Regions from separate parts of the Mus musculus genome. Here regions 1 and 3 are each linked to region 2. The links are chromatin contacts, called in public HiChIP or PLAC-seq maps. All regions are on one chromosome and are shown on one strand. Each heading gives the region's core, a stretch centred on a gene start, on an enhancer-like site or on the middle of the called end of the contact. The rest is flanking DNA. Distances are from core to core; before and after follow the strand shown. Region 1 has its middle 25 kb from the start of Arhgef18. Region 2 overlaps Insr (insulin receptor). Region 3 holds the start of Arhgef18 (rho/rac guanine nucleotide exchange factor (GEF) 18).

What was found. HiChIP or PLAC-seq counts read pairs in DNA pulled down with a chosen protein or histone mark.
Region 1: a CTCF HiChIP or PLAC-seq map of pro-B cells shows a contact between it and region 2, with 2.6 times the contacts expected there. The contact joins two enhancer-like sites. A contact is called at or near these places in 2 of 39 promoter capture datasets (both in liver), 3 of 15 datasets of contacts at CTCF or cohesin (CD8 T cells, large pre-B cells and pro-B cells), 8 of 484 Hi-C or Micro-C datasets (the C10 cell line, the G1E-ER4 cell line, bone marrow-derived macrophages and 4 more) and 8 of 115 datasets of contacts at active chromatin or transcription factors (the 230-238 cell line, CD8 T cells, the HPC-7 cell line and 5 more).
Region 3: a BATF HiChIP or PLAC-seq map of CD8 T cells shows a contact between it and region 2, with 13 read pairs. The contact joins the promoter of Arhgef18 here to the enhancer-like site in region 2. A contact is called at or near these places in 3 of 484 Hi-C or Micro-C datasets (nephron progenitors, pro-B cells and trophoblast stem cells), 2 of 115 datasets of contacts at active chromatin or transcription factors (CD8 T cells and memory CD8 T cells) and 3 of 9 other capture datasets (adipose tissue, liver and pancreatic islet).

The regions. Positions count from the first base shown.
Region 1 is chr8:3,326,776-3,329,475 of GRCm38.p6, forward strand. No RefSeq gene overlaps it. Among named protein-coding and RNA genes, the nearest start is that of Arhgef18, 25 kb to the right of the region's middle. Within about 2 kb of position 1,321, at least 59 of the 459 cell types and tissues checked have an H3K27ac peak or open chromatin away from gene starts, as enhancers often do. A contact at or near this core is called in the 230-238 cell line, CD8 T cells, the HPC-7 cell line and 1 more, where this site is marked.
Region 2 is chr8:3,246,170-3,248,869 of GRCm38.p6, forward strand. The region is part of intron 2 of Insr (insulin receptor); the gene reads right to left. Among named protein-coding and RNA genes, the nearest start is that of Insr, 32 kb to the right of the region's middle. Within about 2 kb of position 1,257, at least 100 of the 459 cell types and tissues checked have an H3K27ac peak or open chromatin away from gene starts, as enhancers often do. A contact at or near this core is called in the 230-238 cell line, CD8 T cells, the HPC-7 cell line and 4 more, where this site is marked.
Region 3 is chr8:3,352,171-3,354,870 of GRCm38.p6, forward strand. Arhgef18 (rho/rac guanine nucleotide exchange factor (GEF) 18) reads left to right here and starts at 1,267. Exons shown (of 29, transcript NM_001370668.1): 1 at 1,267-1,560. The coding sequence starts at 1,557. It overlaps Gm30369 (a long non-coding RNA gene), which reads right to left. Exons shown (of 5, transcript XR_870091.2): 2 at 2,683-2,700; 3 at 1,536-1,637.

The DNA.
Region 1 (2,700 bases), core at 71-2,570, 81 kb after region 2:
TTACGGGTGGTTGTGAGCCACCCTGTGGTTGCTGGGATTTGAACTCAGGACCTTTGGAAGAGCAGACAGTGCTCTTACCCACTGAGCCATCTCGCCAGTTCACTATCTGTCTTCTTTATTTCTCATCCTCCATCTTCCTCCTTGACACCTTGACTTTTGAGATCTTTATTCCCACATGTTCAGGTCACAACACCTAGGCAGGAGAAATGGGTGCTGTAAGAAAGCAGGCCAAGCAAGCCTATAAGTTGAGCCTCTCAGTGGCCTGAGCATCAGATTCTGCTTCCATTTCCCACCCTGTCTGAGTTCCTGCCCTCACTCCCCTTGGATGGAGTGTAATGTATAAGTGTAAGCTGAAAGAAACCCTTTCCTTCCCAAGTTGCTTTTGGTCACGGTGTTTCCTCACAGCAGTAGAAACCCTAAGACAGCCTCTAAGAGGGTCTACTCACTGCAGCCTCCAGGAGACAGTGTGTTACAGAGCCTTGCCTCATCTATTCTTAGCTTCTGCTTCTGCAAAATGGGCCACAGAGACCTGACTCTCAGGACACTCACAGAGATAGAGCAAGATATAATGGTATAACCCACATATAAGGCACTCCTTCCAAACAGCCATGGAAAGTGGCTTTAAGTCATGGACATTGAATTATAAGGACATTAAGTTCCCAGTTATATTAAGACATGGTTTTCCTGTTGAGGTTCTTGAGTCTTCTGTGGTTTCCCTGGCAGTCCAGAAACGGCAGAGGGGGTGGGTCCTCAGTCAAGAGTCACAGGGAGTAAGGCTCTGCTGTCCCCAACCTCGAGTAACTCTTGACCTGGGAAACCAGTCCTTGAAGACTCGGGGTTTGTCAAAAACAGTTCCTTGGGGAAAGGATCTTTATCCACTGTGTGTGGGAATATAAACTTTTGCGGCCACTGTGGGGGTCAGTCTGGGGGCCCCTCAAAGGGCTAAAAATAGTACTGCTGTGTGACCCAGCTACATCCTTCCTGCGCTGAGACCCTTCCTCAAAGGAACGAGCAGGGAGCCAGAGGTAATGAGGACACTTAATGCCCACTAATACCCACATCACATAATTGTGCACAAGTTAGCATGCACATACACACATGCACAAGCACACACACACCACATCACAGAGATATTTGTACATCCGTGTTTGTAATGAGCACTCTTGGGAAGAACGAAGCTCAGTGGAAGACTTGCCTCCTTTGATCTGTGGCCATGGGGCATAGTGCCATGCCTATGCAGGTGGCCCTGGGTTCTGTGAGAAGCAAGGCAGGAAGTAGTACTTCCCCAAGGCTTCCGTTTTAGTTCCTGCCTAGGTTCACTCTGTCATGGACTGCAACCTGTAAGATGAAGTAAATCCTCCCCTCCCAGGATCCTTTGGGTCATTGTGCTTATCACAGCAACAGAAAGCAAACTAGTCATGCCATTCACAACAGCTAAGAGTCAGAATCAGGCTAAATGTCCACCTACAAGGAATGTATACAGGAAATACAGTGCATGCCAATTTGGATATGAAGAAGGATGAGTCGTGTCCTTTGTGGGACAATGGATGGAACTAGAAATCCCCATGTTAAGCAAAGACCAGCTCAGAAAACCAAATGTCATGTGTTTCCTTCATAGACGAAATCTTGGTGTGTGTGTGTGTGTGTGTGTGTGTGTGTGTGTGAGAGAGAGAGAGAGAGAGAGAGAGAGAGAGAGAGGTATATGTAAGTCACTCATGTACCACGAATACCATGTGTGGAAGTTAGAGAATCGGGTGCCCACCCTCACTTCTGTGGGGTCCCTCTTGTTTGCCACTGTCTGGTGGCAATCTGGGGCTTCTGGGGACAATCCTGCCTCTGCCTGCCATCTCACAGTAGAAGTCGGGGACTGCAGACTTCGGTTACACTGTTTGGCTGTTAACTGGGTTCTTAAGGTACGGACTCAGGTCCTCAAGGCTAAATGGCAAATGACTTACCCACTGACCCATCTCTCCAGCCCAGCAGTTTCTGGGAGTTGTTCCAATCTTTGTTACAGTGTATTTCCTTTAAGCAGGAAGGTGGGTGTTGAATGCTACTGTGTGTCTCTGGAGGTCAGAGGACAATTTGAAGCAGCTCCTTCTCCCCTTCTACCTGTGGTCCCAGGCGCTCAAGTTAGACCTCATGGCAGTCACCTTTACCCTGTGACCTCCCTCCCTGGTGGTCTTTATCATTTCATTCTTGTTTGTCCTTGTTTTCTTTCTTTCTCTCTCTTTCTCTCTCTTTCTTTCTTTCTTTCTTTCTTTCTTTCTTCCTTCCTTCCTTCCTTCTTTCCTTTCTGTTTCTTTCTTTCTTCCTTCCTTCCTTTGTTTCTCTCTTTCTTTTTTTTTTTTTTTTTTTTGAGACGGGGAGTGGGGGGGGCGTGTTTTCTATGTAACAGCCCTGCTGTCTTAGAATTCACTTTGTAGCATAAGCTGACCTGGAAATCACCTGCCTCTGCCTTCTGAGTGCTGGGTTAAAAGGCATGCACCACCACAGCGGGCAGAAAATTATATAGGAAAAAGATACTACACAGTCCCAAGACTCAGGTGTGGGCTTCTACAGGGTGTCTCATTTAGATGTGTCTTCAATGCATATAGCTATATCAGTGCATATATATACACACACACACATACGTGTATGTATACATATATAAATGATCTTGTGGCTTTCTAAGTTAAATATAACTTAGAAAGAAATATCTCA
Region 2 (2,700 bases), core at 7-2,506:
GTTTCATTTCTGTTGCTGGGATTAAGACCACAACAGGAGCAACTTTATTTGGCTCCCAATTCCTGGGGAAATCAATGTGACAGGATTCTGAAGCAACCACAATCCAATCTAGGGACCAACACATACAAGCTGTGCTCAGTTACCTTTTCCATTCTTATACGGCCCCAGAAATGATGCTGCCCACGGCGGTAAGAACTCATGCGATTAAGACAAACCCCCACAGGTCAACCCAATGTAGACAACCCCTCAGTGAGACTCTCTTCCCAAATGATTCTAGATTGTTTAGAGTTAGCAATGAAAACTGACAGATGTCATGCTCCAAAAATAAAAAGTAAATTAATATTAAAATGTTTTAAACCTGATTCTCCCTTCTCTAAAAGAAAAGGCTACAGTATAAACTTATACAACCAAAGAAACGTGTGTGCCATGTCTCTTAGATGCTTTCTGACATTTAAAAATGTGGCCTAGAAAAGTCCAAGGACCAAGCTCAGTGATTATAGGATGTGTCACCAAGTCATGAAGACCTCAAGTTCAGTCCCCACAACTCATAATTTTTTAGGTGATGGAAGAAGGGGGTACCAATCATGACACCAATGTATATACACATACCTACTTATGCATATCCATATGTATGTAGCCATACATCATGCCACACACCTGTGATCCTAAGGATGAAATCAGGAGGTAAAGACTGGATGGTCAGGTATTCAAAGCCAGGCTCAACTGTGCAGTGAACTCAAGGCCACATGAGACTATAACATATACACACAATTACACATGAAAACGAATACAAAACTGGACCCGCCAAGTATAGCTGCCTCATATCTATCTCTGGCTCACAGAAGAAAAAAAAAATGAAGTTGAGGAAAGATGACAGACCCTCAGGGCAGATGTCGGCAATATTGCAAAACCTATTTCCTGCCCCTCAATGCTACTCTTAGTCAAAAACAATAAAAAGAACAGAAGGAACATGGCCTCCAGATGGCAGGTGCAAAATTCCTTATTAGATTTCAAACAAAAACTACTACAGTCATACTTCTAACATGACACAGGCCCATTAAATACAAAGATGAATCACTGTGCCCTTCTAAAGAAAAGTCTGACATCACCTCAAGTCATGCTAGCTTTTCAGCAAGCTCACACTGAAGGCCAGAAATAGACAGGAAGGCCATGGGGGCAGGTGGCCTGACAGGTCACACTCAGCCCTGGGTGAGCGCTCCCAAAACCAGATCATAAAACCACAAACACAAGACAAGAGAAAGAGAAAGTGGTTTTGTAAACACATACCCTGGCAGCCCCACAAAGCCAGGCATCTGGGTGGAGAATTCTTACTCTGTTTACTGGAGAAAATTAGTGTTTTCCCTTGGATGGCTGCATACTATGAATTTCCATTCAGACATCGCCTATGGCTCCTGCTGCTGTGAAATAGATCTCCTGAAATCAACTGAATAGTCAGTTACCCAAAAGCTGCCTGCAATTCTTTAACACAGAATCTCTAGCTCACATACTGGGGCCAGCGCCTTCTCTCCCATAAAAGGACTTTAAAATTGTATGCGGGAAGGGCTACACCGAGGATGTGGCTCAGTAGGCACTTGCCTTCCATGAATGAGGACCTGGGTTCCACCTCCAGCATAATATCAAATTGGGCCTCTCAGTACATAGGTATCATCTCAGTACTCAGGAGGTAGAAGCAGGAAGAATAGTTCAAGGTCATCCTCAGCTATACCCAGTCCTGGGCCAGCCTGAGCTAATAGAGAAAGTCTGAAAAATCCAAACACTAAGCAGGCAGGAGACCTGAGTCCCATCCCCAGTACAACATAATTGTGGGTGTGTGGTGCACACCTGTCATTCCTGTGCCGGGGAAGTGGAAGAGGAGAATCAGGAGTTCAAGGCCAACCTAGGATACATAGAAAGTTCAATAACAGCTTGGGACTCTGTGTCAAATTAAAAATATAAAAAACTTTGTAAAGCACTATCAACTAGAAACCTTGATAATCCATCACACTAATTTAGGATTAGATTGTTTTGTTTTGTTTCAATATTTTATGGACTGTCTCTTTCTTTTTTTTTTTTTTTCTTGTATTTTATGTATGTGTGTTCTGCTGCATGTACACCTGAATGACAGAAGAGGGAGTTAGATTCCTTTATAGATGGTCACGAGCTACCATGTGGATGCTGGGAATTGAACTCAGGACTCCTGAAAAAAAAAACAGCCTTTGCTCTTAACTACTAAGCCATCTCTCCACCCACCAAGGGTGTTTTAAGCAACAATTTGACACAATCTAGAGTCACTGAGGAAGGATGTCTCAATGAGGGACTGTCTACATTGTGTGTGTGTGTCTGTGTGTGTCTGTGTGTCTGTGTCTGTCTGTGTATGTGTGTGTGCTGGGGGTGCGTATCTTAATTTAACTGATGTGGAAAGATCTCACCCATGGTGGGCACCATCGTTCCCTAAGCAGGAGGTCAGAGTATGGTGCAGAGTAAACAAGCATTCTCTCTGTTCTTCCCTGCCGATGTGACTGTTTGAAGTTCGTGCCTTGACTTCCCCCTCAGTATTGAACTGTCACCCAGCACATAAGCTGAGGTGAGCCCCTTTCTCCCTAGTTGATTTTTGTCATCATAATTTATTGTAGCAACAAAAATGAAACTAAGAAACAGTGAAAACTCTTTTTTTTTTCAACCTAAAAAAATCAGTGACTC
Region 3 (2,700 bases), core at 17-2,516, 110 kb after region 2:
ATATGTGTGCGTGTACCTGTATGTGTATTTGTTTGTGTGTGTATATATATGAATGTATATATGCAGGTGGCTGTGGGTATGTGCGTTTGTCTGTATATGAATATGTGCTTGTGTGTGCAACTGTCTGGGGTATGTGTGTTTGTCTGTGTGTGGATATGTGCGTGTGTGTGCATGCAATTGTGTTGGGTGCCTATAGAGGTCAGAAGGGGCACAGGACCTTCTATAGCAGAAATTAAGCAGTTATGAGCCACCCAGTGTAGGTGTTGGGAACTGAACTCAGGTCCTCTAGAAGACTAGCAAGCACTCCTAACCACTGAGCCATCTCTCCAGCCCTGCGCATACCTCTTGCCTTCTATTTAAACCTACATCTAATACCAGGTCTCTAAGGATGGACTTGGAGGGGAGAGGTGGGAGGAGCAGGGGGCCGTTTGGTCCTCTTACAGGTGCAGCAACCCTGAATAGATACATTTTTTCTACTTCTCACTGTTGTTTGCCCTGGTTGCCTAGACTTCCTCTGAAGACTGGGCTGGCCTCAGATTCAGAGGTGCGCCTGTCTCTGCCTGCCCAGTGGGATTGAAGGCGTGCACCACCACATGCACTTATTTTTGAGACAATGTCTCTCACTGAACCTGGAACACTGGATCAGACTGGGTAGCCTGCCCTTCCCTGGGATTCTCCTATCTGCCAGCTCAGTACTGGAGTTCTCACAGGTGGCCTTACCACACCCTGACTTTATTTAGTCAGGTGGGGGTGGGGAACTAAAATCAATTCCACTTGCTTGCACAGCAAGCACTTGACCCTTTGAGCCATTTCCTCGACTGACTTTCTTAGAATGAGTCGCTGAATCTGGTTTGTTAGGAGACTGCCAGGACTCAAGCTCTAACCTTAACAGCTCTGGTAACAGTGCGTTAGTTGAAGAAGTGGAGTTAGCGGTAGTGGCAGTATTTACACCGGGAAAACAGACAGATACCAAGCAGAATGATCGCTGGTAGACATTTACAAACCCAGCGTTCAGCTCCACATGTTTCCATGGGTCCACACACCCACATATGTGTCTGTCCCCATGTGTGTTCCAGCGTGTGTCTGTCTAGAGACATGTGACTTGCATGTCCCATGTGTCTCTGTTTGTGTGCCCGAGTGTTAGGGTGAGGCCCTCACACCCCGTTCCTCTTCAGCAGTTGGCGCCACAGGAAGCTGCCGGGTGGGGGTTCAGTGCTGCTGCCTCCCCTCCCCTCCCCTCGTGGGAGGCTTTACATTCTTTACTTTACTTCCCCGTGACGCCTACGGCAGGTACAGGCTGAGGGTGGACTCCCAGATCCTCATAACCCACCTCCATTTGTTTTCTCCTCTCCTTGCTGACCCCTGCTGCCTGCTGCTCAATATTGATGAAGACAACCATAAAAAGCCGGTGGCTTAGAAAGAGGAAACTGGGCAGAGTTGAGCCACTCTGTGGTTAGCCTGGCTCATGTGTCCCTTGAAACCCTGGTTGTGTGACATGGGAGCTGCAAGAGCTGTTAACAAAGCCAGTTACCTACCTGAGCAAGAATCGGGAACTCATGGGTGAGTGACTATCTTGAAGAGTGGTGGGCACTTCGGGATCTGCACGTCTGAGAGTCTGTGAGGCAGGAGATTGACTCCTATAGCCGGGACACAACAGTAAGAGAGTGGGGCAGCTGTTTGCACTGCAGAGATCAGGAATCCTAAAATGACCCTGGAGGGTGCTGGGGAGATAGCTCAATTGATAGGGTGCTTGCTTAGCATGGGCAAAGTCCTGGGTTTCATCCCCAGCACTGCATAAGTCAAAGCTGGGTGTTGTACGCTGTCAAGCATCACTTGGGAGATGGAGGCAGGAGGATTAGAGGTTTAGGTTATCCTCAGCTACATAGGGAGTTCAGAGGCCACCTGGTCTAGAGGAGACCTATGATGGAGTCTGAAGGAACCTTTTGTAAGCAAAGCCTGTGTGGGGACGGAGGAGTAGGGGGCCAGGGATGAGGGAGGAAGTCTAAGCGCCTTTTCAGCAGGTGTCCGTGTTTTGCCTTGTTCTGTTTTGTTTTGCTTTTGAATCTGGGTCTCACCATGCAGTCCAGGCTTGCCTCCAACTCCCAGCATTCCTACTTGTGCCTCCCCAGTTCTGGGGTAACAGGTATGCACGCATACCACCACACTGCAGCTTGACCTCTTCACCTTTCAAAGCATTGGCTCTGGGGTTTTGTTCAGCCTTGCCTGACACAGACTTGGAGAATCCTGTCTGCAAAGCAAAATTTTAAGGCTGACATCTGCTGAAAAGCCGATCTTTCCAGGTCTTCCAAATGGGGACCACCCTCTGCTCAATAGCCCTCCAGCTGTAGGCCCTTAACCCTGGGGAGTCACTGGTGGCTCCCTTTGTGGCCCAGTTTGAGGAACCTCCCACAACAACTGCCGGAATGGAGTGAGGTGAGGAGGCAGGCTGTGGTTTGTACCAGGCACACCCAAGACTACAGTTTCCTCAGTTTCTGTTGACTTTGTGCACTCTCGGGTGTAGGAAGGCGACCCCTGGAGCCATGTATCAGTGGATTTAGAGCTGACCACTCTAACGGAGGTGGTGAGTTAGGTAGGAGACAGGCTTTGAATGTGGCTCCCACAGGGCTGACCCTCCAAGAGAGTCACCCTGGTTTCTGAGGGAAAACTCCAAGTTGTACCCACCTTTAAGCACCCTTCTTG